Linked DNA regions of Pan troglodytes: region 1 is linked to region 2. Evidence: chromatin contacts called from public HiChIP or PLAC-seq data. All regions are on one chromosome and are shown on one strand. Each heading gives the region's core, a stretch centred on a gene start, on an enhancer-like site or on the middle of the called end of the contact. The rest is flanking DNA. Distances are from core to core; before and after follow the strand shown. Region 1 holds the start of SP4 (Sp4 transcription factor). Region 2 holds the start of SP8 (Sp8 transcription factor).

Region 1 (6,724 bases), core at 270-2,769, 650 kb before region 2:
AACGTTATTCTCTTTTGAAGCAGGAGGAGTGGAGGCAACAAGTTGCCAAGCGTTTCCAGCAAGTTGCGTTGTTACCAGTTCTAGCTGTTGTGGTTGATTTTGAAGTTGCACCAATCCTTGACTTGGATCTATAATAATTTGTTGTTGTCCAGTTGCTTGATTTTCACCAGGAGTCCCTATTTTGCTGCAAGTAGCTGCCAGTAAAGCCAGAGGAGAGGGCTGAGAGTCCTACCCAAAATGGGACGGTAAAGGAGAGGGGGGGAAAAAAAAGTGGGCGGATTTAGTGGAGGCCAGTAGTTGCCAGGGGGTTACTTATTTTGACAGCTCTACATAACAATTTAGGAAGCAGCAGAAATCAAAAAGAAATACGAACAAAAGTAGATAAGAACTATAGGAATAAGGAAGCAAGTCCTATAATATCAAGTTTAAATAAAAGGAAATTTCTTTACAACTTTGTAAAGTGTTATGTTCCTAAACTCAAAATGCCCTTGGGAACACACACACCGTTTTCTTATAGTCTGAATTCCTGATGTAATTTTAAACAGCGTTATACCCTCAAAGACGTGAAATCTTGATGAATTTACAATTTAAGTTCCACACTCTCAGAAAGATGCTTTGAGTGGATAAACATTTTATTCTGTTACTTCTGGACATTCAAAGGGCACAACTCCCTCTCTCTCCTAATGTGTCGTGATGAATTTTTTTAATTTGTTTGCTTTTACCTGGGAGCCTGAGGTTTTGGGTTTTTTATTGTTATTCTCTGGCTCAGAGGTTTTCCCTCCTTCTGTAGCCATCGCCGCTGCCGCTGCCGCCTCCTCCTCCTCCTCCTTCTTCTGATCTGCAACAAACCCCCCCACCACACACACACGACAACAGGTTATTAGGATTATTATTATTCGTCTTCTTCCTCTCCTCTTCTCCCCCCTCCCCCCGAACATTAATCTCCATAAACCCGCGATCCACGCACACCGGCAGGGGGTGGGGGAGAAGGAGGGAAGGGAGGAGGGGGATATCACAAAACGTGGTTTGAAACCCGACCCATCGGCTCCAGAGCAACACCCAGAAGGAGGTTGTTCTCTCTCAGACATTAAGACAAAACACAACCCTCCTTCCCTCCCCCTGATTCCCTCCCGCCCTCTCCTCCTCCCCTTAAAGCATCTCAGCGGCCCCGGGGGAGGGGGGAGAACCGAGCAGGGTCTGGGGAGGGAGGGAGAGAGGGAGGCGGCGAAGGAGACTGAGGGGGGTGGAGAATACGTACCGCTCATCCCGCATTAACAGGACAAACCCTCAGACGGAGACACTGGGATAGAGGTGGGTGGGGGTGGGGGCGAGGCGGGAGGAGAGGCCGGTCCCGCCCGCCCGCGGTGGCTCGGAGGAGGCTGTAGCTGGCACAGGCTCTGCCTCTTTTTCCGCGAATGGCCGCCGCTGGGCTGTGGCGTAGCAGCTCCTCTCTCCGCCCGAGCCCGGCTGACTCGCCCTTGATTGACAGCGGCGGCGCGCGGCGCGGGCGGCGGCGCGGGTCGGGGGCGGGGCCAGGGCGGTGCGAGCCTGGCCGACTCCCCACCCCCCTCGGCCTCTCTCCGCCGGAGCCTCCGACTCTCCACCCCTTCCCCCAGCGGATTGGCCGCCGACCTGCCGGGGGCCGGGGCGCTGGGGCCGCCTCCTCTCCACCCCCTTTCTCGGGGTTATTCTTTTAGCAGCTCTTCTCCTCCTCCCTGGCTCCTCTGGCGCTCTTTCTCTCGGCGTTCTAGCTCAGGAGCGCTGCCGGTAGGCCCGCCATACAGCCAAACTTGTTGTCTCAGGATATCCCGCCCCCTACTCATTTCCCAGCGCCCTCCACTCAAAAACCCCCTCCAGCAATCCCTCCAATTGCCACTAAAGAAAAAAGTAGGGCCCTTGCTCCAGGCAAGCGAGAGCGGCGGACGTGGGCGCGCGCGGACCACCGACAGGTCGGCGCGCTGAGTGAACTGCCCGCTGCCCCCGCGCAGGGAGCATGGCTTTCCTGAGGCGCATCCGGACCCGGGCGCCCTTTTTCCCTGGCTCTGTCTCCATTGGCTGAGCCCAGGGTGACGCGCGCTGAGTGGTGGGAGAAAGGGGGTGGGGCACTACCGCGAAGGCTGTCGGTACTCGTAGTTTCCGGCGGTCGCGGTGCCTTCTTCGAGGCACCGCCTCTCTCCCGCCCCCGACCGAGGCCTGGCTGCCGAGCGGAAAGCTGCCCGAGGGGGCGGTGGCGGCAGGGCGTGGCCGGGGCCGAGTGGGAGTTGAACTGAGCGAGGAGGAGGGGGAATGGGTGTTGTTTGCCTGGGCCTATCCGCCGCGCGGGGCTGCCCAAACCACCTCTGCCACCGCCTCCTCGGCTCCAAGCCGCTCCCCGCGGGGCGAGCTCACACCCGGAGCGCTCGGCGATTGAGCGGGCGGCGGCGTGGGGAGGCGGGGTTTGCTGTCCTCGGGGTTTGAATGAACCCGGCTTCTTGAAGCAGCGCCCTCGCCTTGCCTTTTTTTGCTCACCTTCCCCTCAGGCCCCTTGCTTTGAGTCCGAGGCCTGTTTTCTCACGGAGAAGGATCTTCCATTTTTATTTGTTGTCTCTCTGGCTGGCAGCTGGTGCAGAGCAGTGACCCGCCTTCTAAGAAGGGTTGCATCGCATTTTGCCTAAAAGCCTAAGTGGTTGGCGGAGTTCTAAGCCTTATCTGACAAGAGTCTCCGGGCGAAGAAAAGCCCAGCTCCATAAGGGTCAGCCCCGCTTACGGTGTAGCGTAAGCAAGCGTAAGGGCAAGTGGAATTAACATCTGGCTGCACAAAGCATCTTATTGTCAAATGCACTTGAGCAGTGTCCTGCCTCAGCTTTCCTACAAAGTCCTGAAGTCAGGATGATGCCATGGAACGTAATCAGCGCCTGATTAACTGTACCAAAGGTGGAAGTGACCCCACATGTAAATACTGGCCTTGGGAACAAGGCATGCTTACACCCCAGGCTCAAAGCCATTGTCTCACTTCTTACCTGGGCTTCACACTTAGCCTTGGGCATTTTTGTCTCCTGCCTGAGGCCTGACATGTTGCAATGGTGAGGAGGTCCCAGATGCTGAACTTGACTGGCATTTCCTTTGCTTGTTAAAGTAATTGCAAAATCAGCTGATGACAAAGCCATGCAGCAAGACAAAGCAATTCGAATAAAGAATTACATGGTATTGTCTACCCCATCTTATACAATGAGCCAGAGATCCCTGAACAACATGGTTTTTCCCCATCTTGTACAATATAGAAAGCTCAAAAGTGCTTCTTACATTTACGTATATACTGTCTCTATCCTCAGGTCCCCTCCTCCCCCCAGTTCACCAAGATAAATGAAGACATTTTGCAGTCTTATGAATTGGGGCTTTCATTGTCATTTTTGTTTGGAAAACCTGATTCAGAGAGGCAATGTCACTGACTCTGAACCATAGATTAAAAATAATGCTTTGGGAGGCCGAGGCGGGTGGATCAGGAGGTCAGGAGTTTGCGACCAGTCTGGCCAACATAGTGAAACCCTGTCTCTACTAAAAATACAAAAAATTAGCCAGGTGTGGTGGTGTGCGCCTGTAATCCCAGCTACTCGAGAGGCTGAGGCAGGAGAATCGTGTGAACCCTGGAGGTGGAGGTTGCAGTGAGCTGAGATCACGCCATTGCACTCCAACCCCGGGCGACAGTGCAAGACTCCGTCTCAAAAAATATATAATAATAATAATAATGCCTACCATCAGTATGAATCTGCAAAGTCCTAAATATTCTCCACCCTGTAGATAAGTGGGAATACTGGTATCCATGAAACATAAGTCCTGCTTTTTATGGTGGACCAGTGTCTTCTAGTCCCTGGCTGTTATGGACTGAATGTTTGTGTTCTCTGCCCCCTTCCCCATTCATGTGTTGAAATTCTACACGGGGCGCGGCTCACTCCTGTTATCCCAGCTCTTTGGGAGGCCAAGGCGGGCGGATCACTTGAGCCCAGCAGTTCCAGACCAGTTTAGGCAACATGGTGAAACCCAGGCTCTACAAAAATTAGCCGACGTGGTGGCGCTGTCCTATAGTCCCAGCTTCTTGTGAGGCTGAGGCGGGAGGATCACTTGAGCCCAGAAGGCGGAGGTTGCATTGGGCCAAGATGGCACCACTGCACTCCAACCTGGGCAACAGAGTGGGACCGTGTCAAAAAAAAAAAAAAAAAAAAGAAAAAAAAAGGGAGAGAGGGGAAAGGGAGGGAGGAAGGAAGGAAGGAAAAATTCTACCCCTTAGTGTGATGGTATTAGAAATTAGAAGGTAGGGTCTCTGGGAGATAATTAGGATTAAATTTGGAGTCCTCATGAATGAGATTGGTGACCTTAGAAGAATCAGGAAAGAGCTTGCTTTTCCTTCCTCTGCTCTCTTCTATTTGAAGATAACAACCAAAAGTCCTCAGTGTGATACCCGGTGGAAAGCTAGTTTTGCTAGGGAGGTAATATTGACAAAGACTCTCTCCTTTGACCAAACTTTAATCTGGTTATTCTAAGTCCTCTTTCTGACTAGGTCCTGACCTGGAACTCTGTCCTTAGTTTAGTGGCTTTGTTCATTTAGTCCAGTTTTAGCAAGAATCCTGCTGGGTCGGTTGGGTAAAAACGCCTCACCCTTAATATTTGACCATACTTGGTATCTCATCAAATTCCTTATCCCCTGTTCTCGATATCTTAGCACCCTGGCCTGCCTTCAGCAATAACCACATTAAATTGGTTTAGCCAGAATCCTCCTTTATTCTGGAAATTTCCCCTTAGTAATTTTCCATCCACTGACTCCATCCTGCTCCTTGGCTTCAGATCTCTAGTTGTCTTTGTATTCGTAGTTGAGCCCAATCTCTCTCTCCCACTGCAAGACCCCATTGGATAGTCTCTCCTTGACTAAAGTCTTTATTGCTGTCTTTAACAAGTATCCTGAATTATTTTTTTCTTCAACAATGTAAATATAAATTCAACAAAATACTCAGCCTCAGGCCTGCGAGGGTGGTCTTTTCCCTGAGGAAGCAGTCTAAAAACATTCCTTCCTATGCTCATTATTGCCTAGAAAACAGTGGCTTTCAAACTTTTAAAAAAATTATGACCCACAGAAATAAATATATTTTACATCATGGCTGGCCCAGTGTGTACTTTTTAAAAATTTATGACCCTGGGCCAGGCGCGGTGGCTTATGCCTGTAATCCCAGCACTTTGGGAGCCCAAGGTGGGCAAATCGCTTGAGTTCAGGAGTTCAAGACTAGCCTGGGTGAATCACTTGAGGTCAGGAGTTAAAGACCAGCCTGGCCAACATAGTGAAGTCCCATCTCTACTAAAAATACAAAAATTAGCCAGCCATGGTGGCGAGTGCCTCGGGAGGCTGAGGCAGGAGAATCCCTTGAACCTGGGAGTCAGGGGCTGCAGTGAGCCGGGTGCTATAGTGAGCCGAGATCATGCCACTGCACTCCAGCCTGGGCGACAGAACAAGACTCCATCTCAAAAAATAAAAAAAGGAATAAGTATATTTTACATATGGCCCAGTGTGTACACACACAGAGGAAATCAGCATTTGTATGTGAAATATATAATGACACTGAGCACTGACCATTCAGCTCAAACACGTCCATAAAGGTGAAATAGTGTCCTAAAGGTAGAAGTCCTCTGCCACGAATTATCCTTGTAGTTGTGGAATTGAGAGATCCAGAGGGTTGGGGAACAATGAGGGGACTTGCCAAGGAGGGGACTTGGACACTAGTTCATGGCATAAATGAGAAAAAGGGACTGTATTTGAGTGTCTCTTTTAGGAAGTTCCTTTTTTTTTTTTTTTGAGACGAAGTCTCGTTCTTGTTCCCCAGGCTGGAGTGCAATGGTGTGATCTTGGCTCACTGCAACCTCCGCCTCCCAGGTTCAAGTGATTCTCCTGCCTCAGTCTCCCAAGTAGCTGGGATTATAGGTGCCTGCCACCATGCCTGGCTAATTTTTGTGTTTTTAGAGAGATGGGGTTTCACCATGTTGGTCAGGCTGGTCTCGATCTCCTGACCTCACGTGATCCACCAGCTTCGGCCTCCCGAAGTGCTGGGATTACAGGTGTGAGCCACTGCCCCCAGCCAGGAAGCTACTCTTTAAATAACTGTTAAGCTGCTTCATTTTTTTTTTCTTTTTTTTTTTTTTCCTAGCACCCTCCGAAAGTTATACAAATCATTTTGTATTTGGGAAGCAGATAGCAAAGATTTGGAGAGACCATAAACCAGAGAATAGTCAAAGCTTAACATCCACCTTTGCTCAAAAGTGTATTAACTGAGAGTATAGGCAACCAGAAATTAGACATAGGACTCAGTGAACGTATTTCACTTAGAACAAGTAGCCTCCTTAGTACATCTGGACCATGCATAGTTGTTACCATAATAAGGCCCTGGTAGAATATAAAATCACATTAAAAATCAATTCCTTAGCCAACAATAATTGTTTTCAGGAAGGAGAGAAAGTTTTAGAAAGTTTAAGTGTAATGTAATTGGGATATTCATATACATATATATATATATATATATATAACTGTCACTGGCAAGTGAATCAAGATAAACCTGCAGAGTGCTGTGTTTAGCAGATAAGTAGATGGCCTTGCTATTCCTCACATGCATGCATTTAGCTTTCTCATAGTCTGCCCATGTACAACTTCAGAGAAGATTTAATTCACAATTTTTAAATGTGTGAAGTTTATTATTTCAGCCCAGTT
Region 2 (5,991 bases), core at 2,354-4,853:
GACCTTCTGTTTCTTTGGTTGTGAAAGCTAAGAGCTCCAGATCCGAGCATTGATTAGTCTTCAAACCTGCCTGCAAAAAAGCTTCCTTTCTCCGTTCCATCTAAGGAGATGTTGATGTATATTGTAGCTGCAAGGTGTTAGATATACTTGAGCAAGTTGTTCCCAGGATGTAAATTAGGTCCCAAAAGCTGTTGTCCAAATCGAAGAAACAGAGAAATTAATCTGGGAGACTATCCATCATCACCGGTAATAAAGAGAGCGACATGGATGAGACAGATGATATGATTAAGGGGCTGTGGTCGTTTTAATTAACTTTTTGCTGTCCTGTAATGATCAAACTGGTCACCAGACCCGGTCAATAAGCATGTTAATATCAAACAAATAAAACCAGGGATGATTAAAAACCTCCTAGTTTATTAAATTTGAAATTCAAATGAAATTTATGCTGCAGATGCATACAGAATGCTAATAGATTTTAGCTTTATTGATAGTGGATCCCACAGGTTTGCAAGAAACAGCAGAATATCCATCTACCCCTCTTCCTGCCAGCATATTAAACTTCATATGGGGTGGAGAAACTTTTAATTAATGTTAGAAAGCCTGTACTTCCTATTTTTCTTCCCCCTCTTTTTCAAACATCTATATTATCACAATATAATACTCAAGAGTAATAATCAATATCGTAAAAGTTAAACCGAAGTGTATGCACCCTGAAATGCTTTGCCAGGCAGGCTATATCAACAATGGATTACAGATGTTCTCTCCTGTGGGACAGGATTTAAGAATGATTGGGTCACTTCTCCAAAGTGGAGAAAGAGCTGTCATTAAGTCTAGTTTCAAGCATATTTAGATGCAAAATTATGACTGCTAAAATTTTTGGTCAATTATGTAATTCTCTTTGTCTTTTCTTTTTAACACAGCTGCCTTATGCCTCATGTCACAAACACTAGCCATTTCTTTTGGGGAGGGAGTGAAAGAAGGGTGGTACAAGAAAAAAATGCCCTTTGACCAATGCTACTATGAAAGAAATAGCTCACTTTTTAAATGAAAGTAAGTGGAATATACATATATTTCTAATAAAAAATATATATACATATATATAATGAAGAAAGTTGCACATACACACCTTTGTGGAAATCCCCAAATGCTGCAAGCCAATCTTACACAAACTGAAGAATCCAGTATTTTCATTAAATCCACACCAACGTTGTGACTTATAGGAAGAATGACATATGATTCTAAAGTTAATTTATACACTTGAAAAATCTTAGAATTAGGTAGCTCAAAACTGCAGTCACATGACGCTGGGTTTTTCTAATTCCTGGCATTTTTGAGGAAACAGTGTTAACGCCTCTGTTTACTCTCAGTATCAGCATTTAACTTTTTAATAGTCCTGCCTCACTTCCTTCCAGAAGATAGGAGGATAAAAAGATAAAATAAATAACTATTCATAGATGGGAGCCTCCCTCAAAGCTGTTTTTCTCCACCTTTGAGGATGATGGTATTGATTAGAATTAAACCCCAAATCTGAACAACTGTATATTAGGCCCTTAAAATGAATATCATTACAGAAGGAGACCAAAGCAATGAAGTTAATTCTCTTTTATTTGTTAAACGGAGTACCCTCCTTCCCCCACCCCTTCCTCCTTCTGGGCTGGCCTGTCACGCCTTCTCAACACGCTAAAATCATTCAGAGCGGCTTGCAGGGAGAAACACGACATTTATGGTAAGCGTCAGCCCTCAGAGAAAGAAAGCAGTTCATTAATTTACTTCACACTTACTTCAAAGTATGAGAGTATACCTTACCCCCTTAATCAATAGATATGATGTACAGTCAATATCCCCACAGCGTTTAAAAAAGGGTCAGAAATGTACACTCTCACACCACAAACATCAGTTTCAACTCTGCTCAATGAAATTTACACGATACAACTTGACTTCGAAATCTTGTAAACCCTAGGAAGATTTTTTGACACCCCTAGAAGCTGTGAAATCCTTGAGGGGTGTTCAAACACAACAGTAAAATAAAAATGTTTTCCCAGTCAAAACAAAACAGTTCGCCCAGCTAGTCACATTTTAGTTAATTCCATTTTAAAATTAGACTTCTGAGAGCACTTGTAACTGGTTAAAAATATGAACTGTTTTTTATAACTTATGAATATTCAATAGGGCTACAAAGACTGGACTTTTTGCTACACTGGTGTTGTGCTTTCTGCGGTTTAAGTTCCCTTGTGGTGGCAGTGAAATTGTAATGGCATTTCTGAAGGCAGCTAATAACACAAATGGCAAGCAAATGACTAAACCCCACCGAATTTGAACTAAGTGTATCTATTAACATGCACACACACTCATAGACAGATCTCTGGCCCAATCGCCATTAGACACTGACGCCTGGATAAATGTCCAAGATTTGTCAAAAGCTCCTCTCTATTCTTAGATAAATAGAACCCATATATTTCGATCAAAGTCCTGATTCTTTTCTCAGAAAGAGGCAGTGAGGTTTTCTGTGAAAATTTCTAAATTCCCTAAAACGCTCTTCAATTTCTTACCCAAAGAAAAAACGACCCTCGCTTACTCTCTTCTCTATCTAATCCTTTTGTATTGAAATTTACTCAACACCACGGGACACACACACCTCCTCCCCTAGAGTGAGACGTGCACTTCTAAAGCAGAATTCCACCTCAGGGGAAAAAAAAAAAAAGCCACGGCATCAAAGAAACAACTCACGGGCGCGCAGGCGCGCATCCACGTCCCAACGCATCCCTAAAAATACCCCTTAGCCTCTCAACCTTTCTACTATTTCGTTGGAGAGCCGGGAAAGAAAAGGTGGGTTTAAACATCTTCTTCAAAAATGTAGTGACGCTGTTTACCAAGTTAAGAAAAATAAAATCACTCAAGATTTTAGGTACAAGGAGCCAAAGGAAGTTGGCGACGGGGGCAGCGTTTGTGAATATTTATTCACTCAGCCTCCATCAACTTAGTCGGTTTCTCTCTTCAGCTCGACAGTCTCTCTCTTACAAACACACACTTTATTGCATTGTTCCCATTCCCCACTACCAGCTTTGGTGCGCGCACACAACACAAGCGCCCACACACACCCTTCCCTCTTCTCTGTCGCACAAATACACATGTTCACAGCCCTCCTTCTCCCCCAACACCAAACACACTCACCCCCCACCCAGTTGAGTCCCTCTTCCCTCCCTAGGTTTGTCAGTTACACTACCGTACACTCACACCCTTCCCAACACTGAACTGCTCTGTCCCTCTACCCCGCTTTGTCGCACACGCAGTTATCTTATCACACAACCCTCCCTTTTCTGCACTCTCTCCACTCCCCGCCTTTACCACACTGTCACTGTTACAGTGTCACACCCCCATCCCCCCTCCCTCCCGTCTCCGCACTGTCCTCTCCTACGCCTGGTCACACTCGCGCACAGTTACATTGTTACACACACACTCATACACGCGAGCGCGCGCTTTGCGCTTTCTAACACACGCAGCCGCCCCCGCCCCCTCCGCTCCCACTCCCCCTTCCACCACGGCGGCAGGCGGCGGCGCCGATGACCTCACGGCGCGCGCGCCGCGCGGCCCGGCGAGGCCGCAGATTGGCTGGCCGCGCCTCCGCGGCACTTCAAAGCCGGAGAGGGAGCTACAATTGTGGTGGAATGGGCGGAACTGATCATTGTATTGCACACCTCTAAAAAAACACTGCCTCTGATTTATCAATATAAAAAAGATCCTCTGAGAGGAGGAGGGCACTTTTGTGTGATGGCAACTTCACTTCTAGGGGTGAGTCTCAGGATTTTCTCTTGCTGGTTTAATTAGTTTCCTTTTATTGCCGATTGGAGGGGGTTAAAGTCGCCCCGGCCAGGCCACGGGCTATCAGTCTCTCTATTGAGAGCTTTTTTTTTTTTTTCTTTAAATACAAGTGAGTTTGGAGAAAAGAAAAAGGGGGAGAAGGGGGCAGAGTCACTTTTTTTCAGCGCAGGAAAAGGTTCGAAGGGCATTTAGACAAGCCACCGCGCAGCGCCTCGCTGCTCCCTGCCCGGGAGACCTGCGTCCAGCCCATTTTACAGGCACCGATTTCGGGGGTAAAGAGAGCAAGTTTTTCCTTCTGGGCAAAGTGCAGATTCTTCCCCTAACCCTTAAAAAAAAAATTCTGCAGCCCGCCTTGTCTCGCAGGTACGTTGAACTCGTCTCGTTTTTACTACTGTAGATATGCTTTTAAAAAAAGAAAGAAAGAAAAGCAGGAAGAAAGAGTGAGCCCTACAGTTTGACTTCTTTTGGCCTGGGAGAAACAACCCAGGATGGGTTTCTGGGGACCCGAACAGGTTTTTCAAAGCTCTCCGGATTACAGGGGAAGCGCTCTTAAAAGCAATCCAATGGTTTTCCCCCAGGCTTCTCGGCAAAGAAAACTTCCTTCCTCTCCAATCTGGACTTTTTGCTTGTTTGTTACGAAGTGTCTGGGGCTTTGTGTGAAAGAGAGTGTTGTTTTAGGTGAGAATACTTGTCAAACTCTTCTTTAGCGTGGTGCTTGCTCCCGAATCAGACGCCGGCAGCCAAACTTGTCCCCTCCTGTAGAGTAGGAAGCGGCCGGGCGCCGGGGCTGTTGGGGGTGCCAGGTGAGTTGGTGGCGGCGCGCCGCAGCGAGAGATGGGGTGCAGTGGGGCGCTTTGGAGGCTACCGAAGGACTGATGCACATTTCTTCCTTTCCTCCCCCACCGGCCCTTTGCCCACCTCCCCTCCCCCACTCCTTCTCCTCTCCTCCTCGCAGGAAGAACCGAGGTTGGGATCGACTCCTCTGGCCATGCTTGCTGCTACCTGTAATAAGATAGGCAGCCCCAGCCCGTCTCCCTCCTCCCTCTCGGACAGCTCTTCTTCCTTCGGCAAAGGCTTCCACCCCTGGAAACGCTCCTCGTCCTCTTCTTCCGCCAGCTGCAACGTAGTGGGTTCCAGTCTCTCAAGCTTCGGCGTGTCCGGGGCCTCCAGGAACGGCAGCTCGTCCTCGGCGGCTGCGGCGGCCGCGGCAGCAGCCGCGGCTGCCGCGGCCCTGGTGTCCGACTCGTTCAGCTGCGGCGGCTCGCCTGGCTCCAGCGCCTTCTCCCTCACCTCCAGCAGCGCCGCAGCCGCCGCCGCCGCCGCCGCAGCCGCCGCCTCCAGCTCGCCCTTCGCCAACGACTACTCTGTTTTCCAGGCCCCCGGAGTTTCCGGGGGCAGCGGCGGCGGCGGCGGGGGCGGCGGCGGCGGCTCCTCCGCGCACTCGCAGGACGGCTCCCACCAGCCGGTGTTCATCTCCAAGGTGCACACCTCTGTGGACGGGCTGCAGGGCATCTACCCGCGGGTGGGCATGGCGCACCCGTACGAGTCGTGGTTTAAGCCCTCGCACCCGGGCCTGGGTGCTGCGGGCGAGGTGGGCTCGGCCGGCGCCTCCAGCTGGTGGGACGTGGGGGCCGGCTGGATCGACGTGCAGAACCCGAACAGCGCGGCTGCGCTGCCCGGCTCGCTGCACCCTGCCGCCGGGGGGCTCCAAACCTCGCTGCACTCGCCGCTCGGAGGCTACAACTCGGATTACTCGGGCCTGAGTCACTCGGCTTTCAGCAGCGGCGCCTCCTCGCACCTGCTCAGCCCCGCCGGGCAGCACCTCATGGACGGCTTCAAGCCAGTGCTACCCGGCTCCTACCCGGACTCGGCCCCGTCGCCGCTGGCCGGCGCGGGGGGCTCCATGTTGAGCGCTGGGCCTTCGGCGCCGCTGGGGGGCTCCCCGCGCTCCTCAGCTCGCCGCTACTCCGGCCGCGCCACCTGCGACTGCCCCAACTGCCAGGAGGCAGAGCGGCTGGGCCCTGCCGGGGCGAGCTTGCGGCGCAAGGGCCTGCACAGCTGCCACATCCCGGGCTGCGGCAAGGTGTACGGCAAGACTTCGCACCTCAAGGCGCACCTGCGCTGGCACACGGGCGAGCGGCCCTTCGTGTGCAACTGGCTTTTCTGCGGCAA

The links. HiChIP or PLAC-seq counts read pairs in DNA pulled down with a chosen protein or histone mark.
Region 1: a contact with region 2 is called in an H3K4me3 HiChIP or PLAC-seq map of stem cell-derived excitatory neurons, with 8 times the contacts expected there. The contact joins the promoter of SP4 here to the promoter of SP8 in region 2. A contact is called at or near these places in 1 of 7 Hi-C or Micro-C datasets (stem cell-derived neural progenitor cells), 1 of 1 datasets of contacts at active chromatin or transcription factors (stem cell-derived excitatory neurons) and 1 of 1 other capture datasets (stem cell-derived neural stem cells).

Annotation. Positions count from the first base shown.
Region 1 is chr6:27,245,442-27,252,165 of NHGRI_mPanTro3-v2.0_pri, reverse strand. SP4 (Sp4 transcription factor) reads right to left here and starts at 1,519. Exons shown (of 6, transcript XM_527679.6): 1 at 1,259-1,519; 2 at 723-838; 3 at 1-228. The coding sequence starts at 1,265.
Region 2 is chr6:26,599,292-26,605,282 of NHGRI_mPanTro3-v2.0_pri, reverse strand. SP8 (Sp8 transcription factor) reads left to right here and starts at 3,603. Exons shown (of 3, transcript XM_024357761.3): 1 at 3,603-3,789; 2 at 4,527-4,622; 3 at 4,775-5,991. The coding sequence starts at 4,808.